Regions from separate parts of the Mus musculus genome. Here region 2 is linked to region 1. A link is a contact called in public promoter capture Hi-C data. All regions are on one chromosome and are shown on one strand. Each heading gives the region's core, a stretch centred on a gene start, on an enhancer-like site or on the middle of the called end of the contact. The rest is flanking DNA. Distances are from core to core; before and after follow the strand shown. Region 1 holds the start of Tns3 (tensin 3). Region 2 holds the start of Zpbp (zona pellucida binding protein).

Region 1 (5,443 bases), core at 318-2,817:
TCTTGCAGTCCCTCGGGCAGCTGGGACCAAGCAAGGCAACCCAGTGACTGGAGGGCTGGAGTGAGTAGGCTGTTGGTAAACATCTGAGAGAACAGCACGGAATCTGGATAGTCTTGGATCCTCACCTTACAGTGCTCTGATCCCCACCACTTGGTTTACCTATGTCAAGTTAAGATTTTGGGGGTGTTTTCTTACCAGGTCAAAGGCAAAGGAACAGTTCCTGCCTTGTCCCCCTTTCTAGCAGAATGACTGTGACCTCCTCCCTATCCCCTCTAAAGGCTCCTTTACAAGCATCCTGTTCCTCACCCATGACCCGTGGGACTCCCAGAGGCTAGGGAAATGCTTGTTTCATTCCTTAGGGCCTGGGGCTCAGGGCCTGGGGAAGCTTTTGCCTCAGGCAACATCTCCTTCTCCCAATGTCTCCATTTCTCAGAGATAGGCATAGCCTTCCCAAACCTGGGGGAGAGGAAACAGGGTGTGGCCCGGCCTCTAGCCTGGCCTAGGATCCAGGGCCTCACCTCAGTGTTTGTGAAGGCTGCGCTGTAAACAGATCCACCAGATATTACTTTCCTAGCTCAGCTTCTCCACCATTCCTGGCAAGCCTGGCTTTTTCTTGAAGGCACAATATGGCAAGAATTGAACAGGTTTTGGTAACCTCAGACAGTGGCTGCACCGAGCAGATAGATACAATTTCTACCCTCTTTTAAAGCTACCTGGAGTGTTTTCCCGGAGTGGAATCAGAGATATTAAGGGCTGCTGGTGTCCACTAGAAACTGATGGAAATTCCATCTCATTTATGCAGACGTGTTTGAAAGACCATGCAATGGCATGCCATCATTCCCTGGAGATCGCAATGAGAAAATGGACACAGAGGCCCAGCTATCCGAATCTTGGGGATCTCTTAAGAAATCTTGCTCTGTCCTCATCTGAGAAAGGCTGTTCAGGAGATCTTCTTTCTCCTGTGTTCCTGCCAGCCTCAACCGTATTCTCTCCTGCTAGGTTCACTTTAAGAAGTCAAGGGACTTCTACCCAGCACCATCATCTCCTCCTGCCTGGTGAATTCTGGATGTTGAAGGGGCTGTTGGAGCATCCTGGGCTGTCTTAGAGACTGCTGCTTGATACACGTAGAGCCCCACGGGATAATAAGTCACTGGAGGGTATTGTAGGACTTCCTCCTGGCAGAAACAGCACTTAGACACACTGGATGAAACAATAAACTGGTTTTGCAGGAATGGGACTCGAACCTCCCTCCCCAGGTGCACTTACGTAGACATGGAACTGTTGAGCCTATAGAATACTGGGGCCCCCGAGGTATTTAGGGAGGCCAGCGAAGTGGGAGGGTATTTTAAAGAGCTCATCCCTTGGGTCAGGAACCCGAGGGGGTGAGTGCGGGGGGCGGGTGTCCAGCACCTGGAAACGCAGGACATTGTTAGGAAGATGAGACCAGGTGACCGGCAGGGCTCCGGTGCGCGGGCGGTCCGTAGCGATTGCCGGAGCCGCCTCGAGGGGGCCCTGCCGCGGGCGCGGGCGGCCAGCCAGGAGGACGGGCCCGCCCGCGAGCAGCTCGGAGCCCAGCTTCGCTTCGGCCATCGCCCCGCCGGACCGCGCTGCGGGTTCGCCCAGGTACCAGGGTCGGGAGCAGGGCAGGGGCAGCCACACGCCGCCACACTCTTTGTTTGGGGCCCCCGCTCAGGTTCCAGAGCCTGGGCGTTCGGGGTCTTGGAACTGGGTTGCAGCCGAGCAGACACCAAACCTGGGCGCGGAGACAGTTGAGGGTGTAGGGACAAGGCGCGGGGGCACCCGGGAAGGGCGCTTGGGATCCAGGACTGAGGACGACCAGGGGGTCTGCGGCGATCGGGAGTCTGGGGCTCAGCCAGGTCCTCGGGCCGACGCGGGCCGGAGCTCCGGGGCCGGCAGGGTCCTGGTCGCGGCGCCCGGCGCCTAGCTAGGAGGGCGGGGGCGGAACCACACTATCGCCGCCCCGGCCCTGCGGACTTTGCTCCCTGAGACAGTTAGGGAAGAGAAGACGGAGGAGCCGCTTGGGGCTGCAATGAGACTTCTCAGGACTTTACTCCCGCCTTTTCCAGGCAAGTGAGCTGTGTGCCTCTTTTCCTTTCCTTTCGGTTGCTTGGGAGCCAGGGGTCTCATCCCGCCTTTTCCCACTATTCGGAGGAGTACGAGTGCAGGCACAGGCCTGGGGGCCACCTGTGGCACGTGTCTCCTGGCACGCGGGCACTGTAGCTGACAAGTAGGAGGGAGGGTCCTGGGCCCCGGGGTTTCTGTGTAGTTCTGTGTTCTGCCCCTGGGGACGTTTGCTTGGATCGATTTGAGAGTCTATGCCGCAAAAAGAGACCCCGAACCCCTTCCTTCCCCAACTGGCATTCTGGCCGGTGCCAGCAGGTGATCCCGACTCTCTAGCGTGACTGAACACAAAAAGTTCCCTCCAGGGCTTGGGGCCAGCAGACCGCACTATCTAGGGTGACCACAACTGATTGGAACGCCCTCGGCTTTGTCACAGCCCACTCCAAATTTTGTTTCTTGAGTTGTGCCTTCTGCTCCACTGTATAGAGCTTCAAAACGACACCCCAAACCAAGAATACAGGAGCTACTATAGTAATAATGTGTACCCCATCAGAGCTAACCCTTTTGACATATTGATGTATTTCCTTGAGGCTTTGGTCTGTTCATATGAATACTTTTTAAAAGTGCTTTTAGTTTTTTGCCTGTTAAAAGAGATTTTTGACTGTCTTTGTGATTTTGTTGCTTCCCTCTTTGGGGCCTATGAGGTTATATTTGCAAATCAATCAACAAGTATTAAGAAAGGCTTTTCTGTGCTGAGGACCAGGAAGGGGGCGGGGATGGCTGCAGCTGGAAGCTGTAGGAGGCTAGGCCAGGACTTGGAGTGTGTGTGTGTGTGTGTGTGTGTGCGTGTGTGTGTTTATGTGAGGGAAGGGGGGCACAGACAAGGGGGTGCATTTGCTGGGTCCTGGAGAACTAACTGGGGCAATTGGTAAGAAGCCAGACCTCCGATAAAGTCATGGTGACTGCCCCCCCCCCCCCCAAAGAATGACAGAGGGCAATAAGGACCTCTGGCTGAGTGGTACTAAACTCTTTGCCTGTTGTTTATTTCATCTCACCCAATGATTCTTGGAAGAAAGAGGGAAGTGGGATTATCACACCCATTTTGCATATGGGCAAAGAAATGCCAAGTATCCTGTTTATGAAGCTGAAATGTGGAGGAGTAGCTGGAATTCTGGGACACAATGTCTGAGTTCTATGGCCTGGCTCCTGCAGGCTGGCTGCTGCTGCTGCTTCCCTGGCAATTGGCTTTGAATGCTTGTCCAGACAGCAGCAGTTCTTCCACTGAGGGTAGCTCCTCTGCCGAGGCTGCTAAAGCTATCCGCAGCAGCAGATGCGAAACCTAACCACTAAGAAGATAGAAAAAAAAAAGTAGTTGCTTCAGGGAACATCATATGCCTAAATGCAAATCGATTAGCTTTTACAAAGTGTCTCTCTGGCCTGCTGTGTTTTGAAACTGAGCTACTTGCAAATGTTGACTTCATAGTTCACAAGATCAAATATGTTACTATGCTATAGAAGGTTCCAGGGGAGCTGGTATACTCGTGGTATAGCCAAGGCCTGACAAGGAGTCAGCTAGACAAGAAGGTGGAGTGGAAGATATCAAAGGAAGAGGGTATTTGAGTCTGTCTGGCAGTCACAGCTTCTGTCTGCCCAGGATACAAGGAGCAATTTTACAGACGAGGAAAATTACCAACAAATTTCCAAAGTCTGGGAGCTAGTGGTGTATCTGCATGCAGTCTGCCCCTGGAGCCACATTATGTTGCTTAGGGTCAGCCTGCTGTTAGCAATGGATATGTTCAGGGGAAGCCTGTTCTGACTCTGTGTTTGAACTTGGATGTGGGGAACACTGGGGTACTGCTAGCAAAAGTTCTTTAGTTTTTTCTTTCTGAAAGTAAAACACTTTTATGAGACCATGCCACCTACCAGGTAGTCCGAGGCATTGGATCTAGGCAAAAGGTCGTTAAGAGGTGCACTAACCTGGCCCCTTCTTGTAGGACCCAGAAGCAGGGGAGAACAGGTTGCATCTTCATTTCACCTGGAAAGAAACCTGCCAGCAGTGACCTAATGACACAGAGCAAGCCTCATCTACTCAGAGCCCCTGCCACCATTTCTGCTAAAATAAGTGGATCAGGCTGGCTGCTTCAGTAGGTATTGGTTAAGTGTTAGCCACCCTGTGCTTCTCAGAGAGTAGAGCGTGTTCACAGCCAGAGCACAATTACCCCTAATACTCACGGTGAAGCCTATGTATCCTCAGTGGACTCTCCACATGGAAATGGCATTTAAACTCCTTAGCGTAGGTGAGAAGGAGTATGTACTGCATTTCAAAACCCCCGAGGATTGGCTGTATCTTTTGGTGGAGCACTTGTGTAGCATGTGAGAACTCGGATTCAATAACCAGGACTTCAGAAGGAAACAAACAAAGTAAGTCTCAAAACTCATGCATCCATTCTCTTACATTGAGACCAAATTTGGGCGCCAGGCAGTGGTAGTGCACACCTTTAATCCCAGCACTTGGGAGGCAGAGGCAGGTCAATTCTGAGTTTGAGGCCAGTCTGGTCTACAGAGTGAGTTCCAGGACAGCCAGGGCTATACAGAGAAACCCTGTCTTGAAAAAAAAAGGGGGGGATCCCATTCTGTCATATCTGCACCCCTCCTCCACCATTTTCTGTACACTCACAGTTTGCTGAGTGCAGCTTAGGGGCAGGGACATTCATTTCCTTGATGCCTGTTACTCGTAAAAGTAGAAGACGCAGATTCCCCAAGCTTCTGGGAACTTTGTTTTGAATTCTGCATCAAGAGTGTTTTGAGCATGTCTGTTGTTGTGGTAAGGAACATGGTCCTGCACACAGAGTCCCTGGGGAGGTCCTCAGTGTCTGTGTGGCAGGTCTTCCTGTGGCACAAACTGTTGTGTGGCACAGTGCATTCTCAGAGAGTGTCTAGGCACTTACTTTGTTTTTACAGCTCATGTGACTTTGAACTTTTGGTGAATCCTGCTGCCTCAGCCTCCCGAGTGCTGTAATTACAGACATGACCTGCTGTGCCTGGTTCTGGTTTTTATTTTTTACCCGTCCCAGTGTAGCTGTGTTTAGGGTTCCTCATGTGGCAGCACAGATGACCAGTGTCGATTGCTTCTGCCACAGGGGGGAACCAGGGAAGGATGGGTAATCCACGATCAGGGCCATCTTGTTTAAGAAATAGAAGACAACACAAATCAGGGGCCTCCAGAATTTTCCAGGGGAAAAATTTATTTTCTTAATATTTTATATTTGGTTGTTTGTTTATTCTGTATGAAGTGTGTCTATGTCCGTATGCCTGTATGCATGCGTGTACGTATCCATGTATTTTCTGACCTGTGTGTGAA
Region 2 (4,859 bases), core at 637-3,136, 2.8 Mb before region 1:
TGATCTTCCCAGGCATGGTCTTGACCTCCATATCCATGTACTGTCTCATCAGTTTTGAGGATTATGAATTAAATTCCTTTGTTTTTTTTTTTTTTTTTTTTTTTTACCATTTAACTATTAAAAACCCATATTTCCAGTAATGGAAGATTAGGATTAATCCACCATAAAATTAATTCAATTTTCTAAATGTTAGTCATTTAAAAAGTCTTAAGGTAATTTTTTTCTGCTGAAAGGGAGATAGGCCAGTATAGAAATAGGACATAATAATAATAATAAAAAAACACAAAAAGAGCCTTTGCTGCTTGGCAACAGGTAGAACCATAGCTCACGGAACTACTTATTATGTACATCATAATGGAATTCTTTAGGCAAACCACAGAAAAAAGTCCTAGTAATATTTCCATTATACCTTTTTCTCCAATGCTCAGGAAACCAATACACACACACATGCACACACACACATGTATATGTAAAAATTTAACATGTTCATATTTTGTGGGCAAGATAGTAACTGAAAGAATATACTGAAGTTGATGTAGTGAATACATATACAGTCTCTCTCTTTCATATATACTCTCTCTCTCTCTCTCTCTCTCTCCTACACACACACAAACACACACACACAAACACACACAAACTAGAAATAACTTTTCGGGTTGGAATAAATTATAAACATTGGTATATGTTTAATTTAAATACGCTAACAAGGAAGATATAGTATACTGATTTTTAAGAAAAATAATTCATAAATCATAGCCAATGTAAAAGTCCATTCTTAAATGCCTTAAATTATCTGCAGTTTCTTTAAGTTACCACAATTCTTAGAACGAAAACAATGAGGTATTTATGTTATTTCAGTAAATGGCAGCATAAAAAACGATCTATTTTAAACGATAAGCATAGCAGTCCACTTAAGAGCTGTTTTTTAACTAGACAATTTGGTTTTGCATGAAAATTGCAACTAAGTTTAATTATTACAATCCGAAGGGTAATAGCTCACACCTCCTTAAATAAAGAAGGTAAGCTTCTACAAGAGTCAGGTATAGAATATTTAAATCAGATCAATTGTATGATAGTAAGGATAAGCAGAATGTAGCCACGACCACCTATGATGATGACTGAAAATTTGCAATATACAACAAAACAAGCAATAACGTTGAAATAAATGGGTAAGTTTTCAGCATAAGGTCCTGGACAGTTTATCCAAAACACGAAGGTCAGTAAGTTTTTACTCCACTCCGTATTACCCATCTCTTCATATTAAAAGTGAAAACATTTAACAGCCTGCTTCTAGTGTTTCTATATATTTGTATAAAATTTATTTTTATCCTAGTTGGACTATCATTAAATCCTTCCAAAGGCAGAAAAGATGTATGATTCTTTCAATTTAAATACATTCTCATTCTAAACGGTCCGTGAGCTGGTTCTTTATGTTTTCCTGAATCCAAGTTGAGGATGATCTTCCAAGCCGAGTACTGCATGAAAGTCAATGTCATCTAAGGTCTATTTCCTCCATTTTCCCATCATGCCACTTTTTAAGGCAATACCTTTAATTTCTCCTAGGTGTTCACTGCATGCATTTTCTATTAAGTCCCACACACTGATAATGCACAATCGTTCGCATTACAACAGTCAGGAACTTCATGCATTGGCATTACTATAGCCAGGAAGTTTATGAGAGGTGTACATTCATTAAGTCATCCGTTCTCAGGATCTGCTGCCATTAGGCACCTAAAGGCTGAAACTCAATCCACTGCTAAGGTAATAAGAGGGGCTTCTCCTCTGCACACAGACACCACGGGAAGGCAAAGGTTAGAACTTTGCGACACAAGATTCTTCTCGCTTTGGAATCTCAGACCAGCCAGGTTCTGGAGGGTTTCCTTAGTGGTGCGGGGCCTCGAAGTCAAGGGAGCCCCTAGGGGATCGACCTCTTGCCTCCCATGTGTACCCAAGCTGGGTCCCAAGCTAGCACACCTCCCGCACATCACCCGAGCGGAAGTGGCGCGTCCGTCGGTCCGTCCTTCCGGCCTGCCGTCTGCCAACTTCCGGCGGCGGGTGGGCGCGCGCCAGGTAACGACCTTCTGCGCCGAGGCTCGGCCGTCGGCGGCGTGTGGATGGAGGCCTTGGCCCCGGGCCGGGCTCCGCGGGGCCGGCGGCGGGCCGGGGCCTCGGGCTCCGTGCTCTCGCCGCTGTCGCTGGCCGCCGTCCTGCTCTGCGCCTTGCTGCGGGCGCCCCCTGCAGGTGAGGCTCGGCGCCGCATGGCGGGAGCTCTGGCTGCCGCGGCTCCTCACGAGAATTGCGTTGGCCCCGTGTCACGTGACTCCGACTACACAAGGACACCCTCTCTGGCAGGGACAGCCCCAGTGAGCCTAGTTTTGTGTAGGAATCTTGAAAACTACATTTGCATAGAAAAGACCTCTGTGGGCTCGTGAAGGAGGCCCTGCTCCAAGAGATTATCCGAACTTTAAAAGTGCCTTAATAAAACTTCAGTTCGTGGGTCATTGCCAGCCGTGTGTTTCAGAGCGAGTCTATGTAGCTCTGTATAGTACTGAATTTGTGCTGTGAACCTAGTGAGCTTTTAGACCATCCTTGATAGTGCAGCGCCCTCTGTTGGTTCTGGATGTAAAATGCAGGGTGTAGTTGGAAACACGTATCCTAGTTTCAAAAATATATATCGGAGAAAGAAATGAGCGCTTACTAGATTGGCTTTTTAGCTAGCAAGGTTTGGTCTCTCTCCCTCTCCCTCTCTTTATGTTGAAATTGTAGACTTACTAGCAATAATCTGTGTCCCATAGATCCTAAATGTACTAAAGGTACATTTGTCAGAGTTAAAGTTTATTCAAATAAGAGAACTATAAAGTAACCAAGGATACAGATGTAGAAGAAGTGTGAAGAAAGGGATACTGTGGTTAAAGGAAAGAAATGGGGCATGCTTACTAGTTTTTTATTTTTTTTTTAACTTGACACAATCTGTAGTTACCAGGGAATAGGAAACCTCAATTGAAGATTTGACTATCAGATTGACGTATGAGCGGTCTGTGGGGGTATTTTTCTTAATTGCTTTTGATGTGGGAGGGGCCGGTCCTCTGGGAGGTGGTGTCATCCCTGGGCAGGTGGTCCCAGGCAATGTCAGAAAGCAGGCTGAGCAAGCCAGAGGAAGCTAGTCGGTAAGCACTATTCCCCCGTGCTTCCGCTTAGCCTGCTGCCTCCAAGTCTGGGTTTGAGTCCTGGATGCCTTTGCTTTCCTGGATCGGAAAGAGAGGCCCCTTGGTCTTGCAAACTGTATATGCCTCAGTACAGGGGAACGCCAGGGCCAAGAAGTGGGAGTGGGTGGGTGGGGGAGTGGTGGGGGAGGGTATGGAGGACTTTTGGGATTGCATTGGAAATGTAAATGAAGAAAATACCTAATTAAAAAATGTAATACTAAAACAAAGCATAACAAAACAAAAAAGGAGAGAAATAACCTGCCAGGGGAAATCAGTCCTCACTAGTCTTCTCCCAGGTTGATTTGGGGCGTGGTGTTTATCACAGGCACAGAAAGGAAGCTAGGATGGGGAGAGGGATATAAAAGATTACTCTCATCGAACACTAAAGTTCAAGTGATGGGCACAAAGAGTCCTGTGAGAATAGATTGTCTAATTATTCTGCGTGAAAAAGATGGAGTTGAGTATGGCTCTTGGCCTCATACGTGGTAATGAAATTTGTGTTTTTGTTTAAAAACATTGCCTGACTTTCCTTTTTTTTGATAAGGTCTATCAAAAACAGGATAAGCTTTTAGTATCTTAACATGTAAACTGTGACTGGTAAAGGCTGTAATTACATAGCACTTCATATCTCCGATGATAATTCTATAAGGCTGCAATTGTCAGTCTCATTTTGCAGATGAAAACCCTTAGACTTGAAGTTTAAAGTAACTTTCCTGTGGCAGAATTTGCATTTAAACTCCACTGCGGCCTTTAATGCCATAGTCTCTCCTCTTTACCTGCTGCTATTGAGGCGATTTGGGAGTAACACTTTACAGTCATTGTATTGCATTCTCTACCTCTTCTGTTCACAACATCACACTATCATAAATGCTCATTCAACAACGAATGAAGACTATCAGGAAGTGTTTCAAAATCATTGTCTTAATAGTTTTCATGTTATAGGTGTAGTGCTTGCAAAGGATTCTTGACTTAAACACTGATGCTTCTATCAATGGAGTTTGGACCAAGGAAAGTCTTCCATGACCATCAATTAATGAGGTCATGCAGGAAGTCTGAGGGAGGAGGGGTTTGTGATATGGGCCCTGTAAGGTGGGAGACTATGGTAAGTCAGCACAGAAAGGCTGGGCTAAGATTTATAAGGGGTAAGCCACAACTATATGGAATTCTTTAAGGACTATGCAGAGCAGTAGGTAACATATCATAGGACACTGATTCATACTTCCTGAAAAGGAGTCAAGATAAACTATACTCTTGTTTTAGTACTTGGGAATGTTTACAAGACAAACGTTGATCCCTTGTTTTCTTCTTGTTTTTCATAGTTGGACATTTGGCTCGACTGCCAAGAAGTATCCACTTGACTCAAGATTCACTGAAAATAGTGGGATCGACACATTTTCCTGGTACTCATCAATAGCTTTTGAGTAATTGGAAGTTACTAGCATCTGTTTACAGGGTGACAGTCCTGCGGAACAGTGCCATGTTCCTCAGTGACTCTCCTTCTGCAGAGCTCAGTTAAATGGTTTGTTTTGTTTTGTTTTGCAGAGCTGGAGTCATCCAAGGGTAATTCTGTGTGCAAAGAAAAGTTATTTCTAAAAGTTATCTGAGGTTTCTTGTAGTGCTTTTACTTGTAATGTATGCACTACTCACTATGGT

The links. Promoter capture Hi-C pulls out the DNA fragments that hold promoters and counts their contacts.
Region 2: a promoter capture Hi-C map of pre-B cells shows a contact between it and region 1, with 5 times the contacts expected there. The contact joins the promoter of Zpbp here to the promoter of Tns3 in region 1. A contact is called at or near these places in 3 of 39 promoter capture datasets (hippocampal neurons, liver and pre-B cells), 1 of 115 datasets of contacts at active chromatin or transcription factors (large pre-B cells) and 2 of 9 other capture datasets (adipose tissue and liver).

What each region holds. Positions count from the first base shown.
Region 1 is chr11:8,660,659-8,666,101 of GRCm38.p6, reverse strand. Tns3 (tensin 3) reads left to right here and starts at 1,567. Exons shown (of 31, transcript NM_001083587.1): 1 at 1,567-1,623.
Region 2 is chr11:11,459,446-11,464,304 of GRCm38.p6, reverse strand. It overlaps Zpbp (zona pellucida binding protein), which reads left to right and starts at 1,886. Exons shown (of 8, transcript NM_015785.2): 1 at 1,886-2,241; 2 at 4,526-4,606. The coding sequence starts at 1,941. Spata48 (spermatogenesis associated 48) reads right to left here and starts at 561. Exons shown (of 9, transcript NM_001347068.1): 1 at 1-561. The coding sequence starts at 49.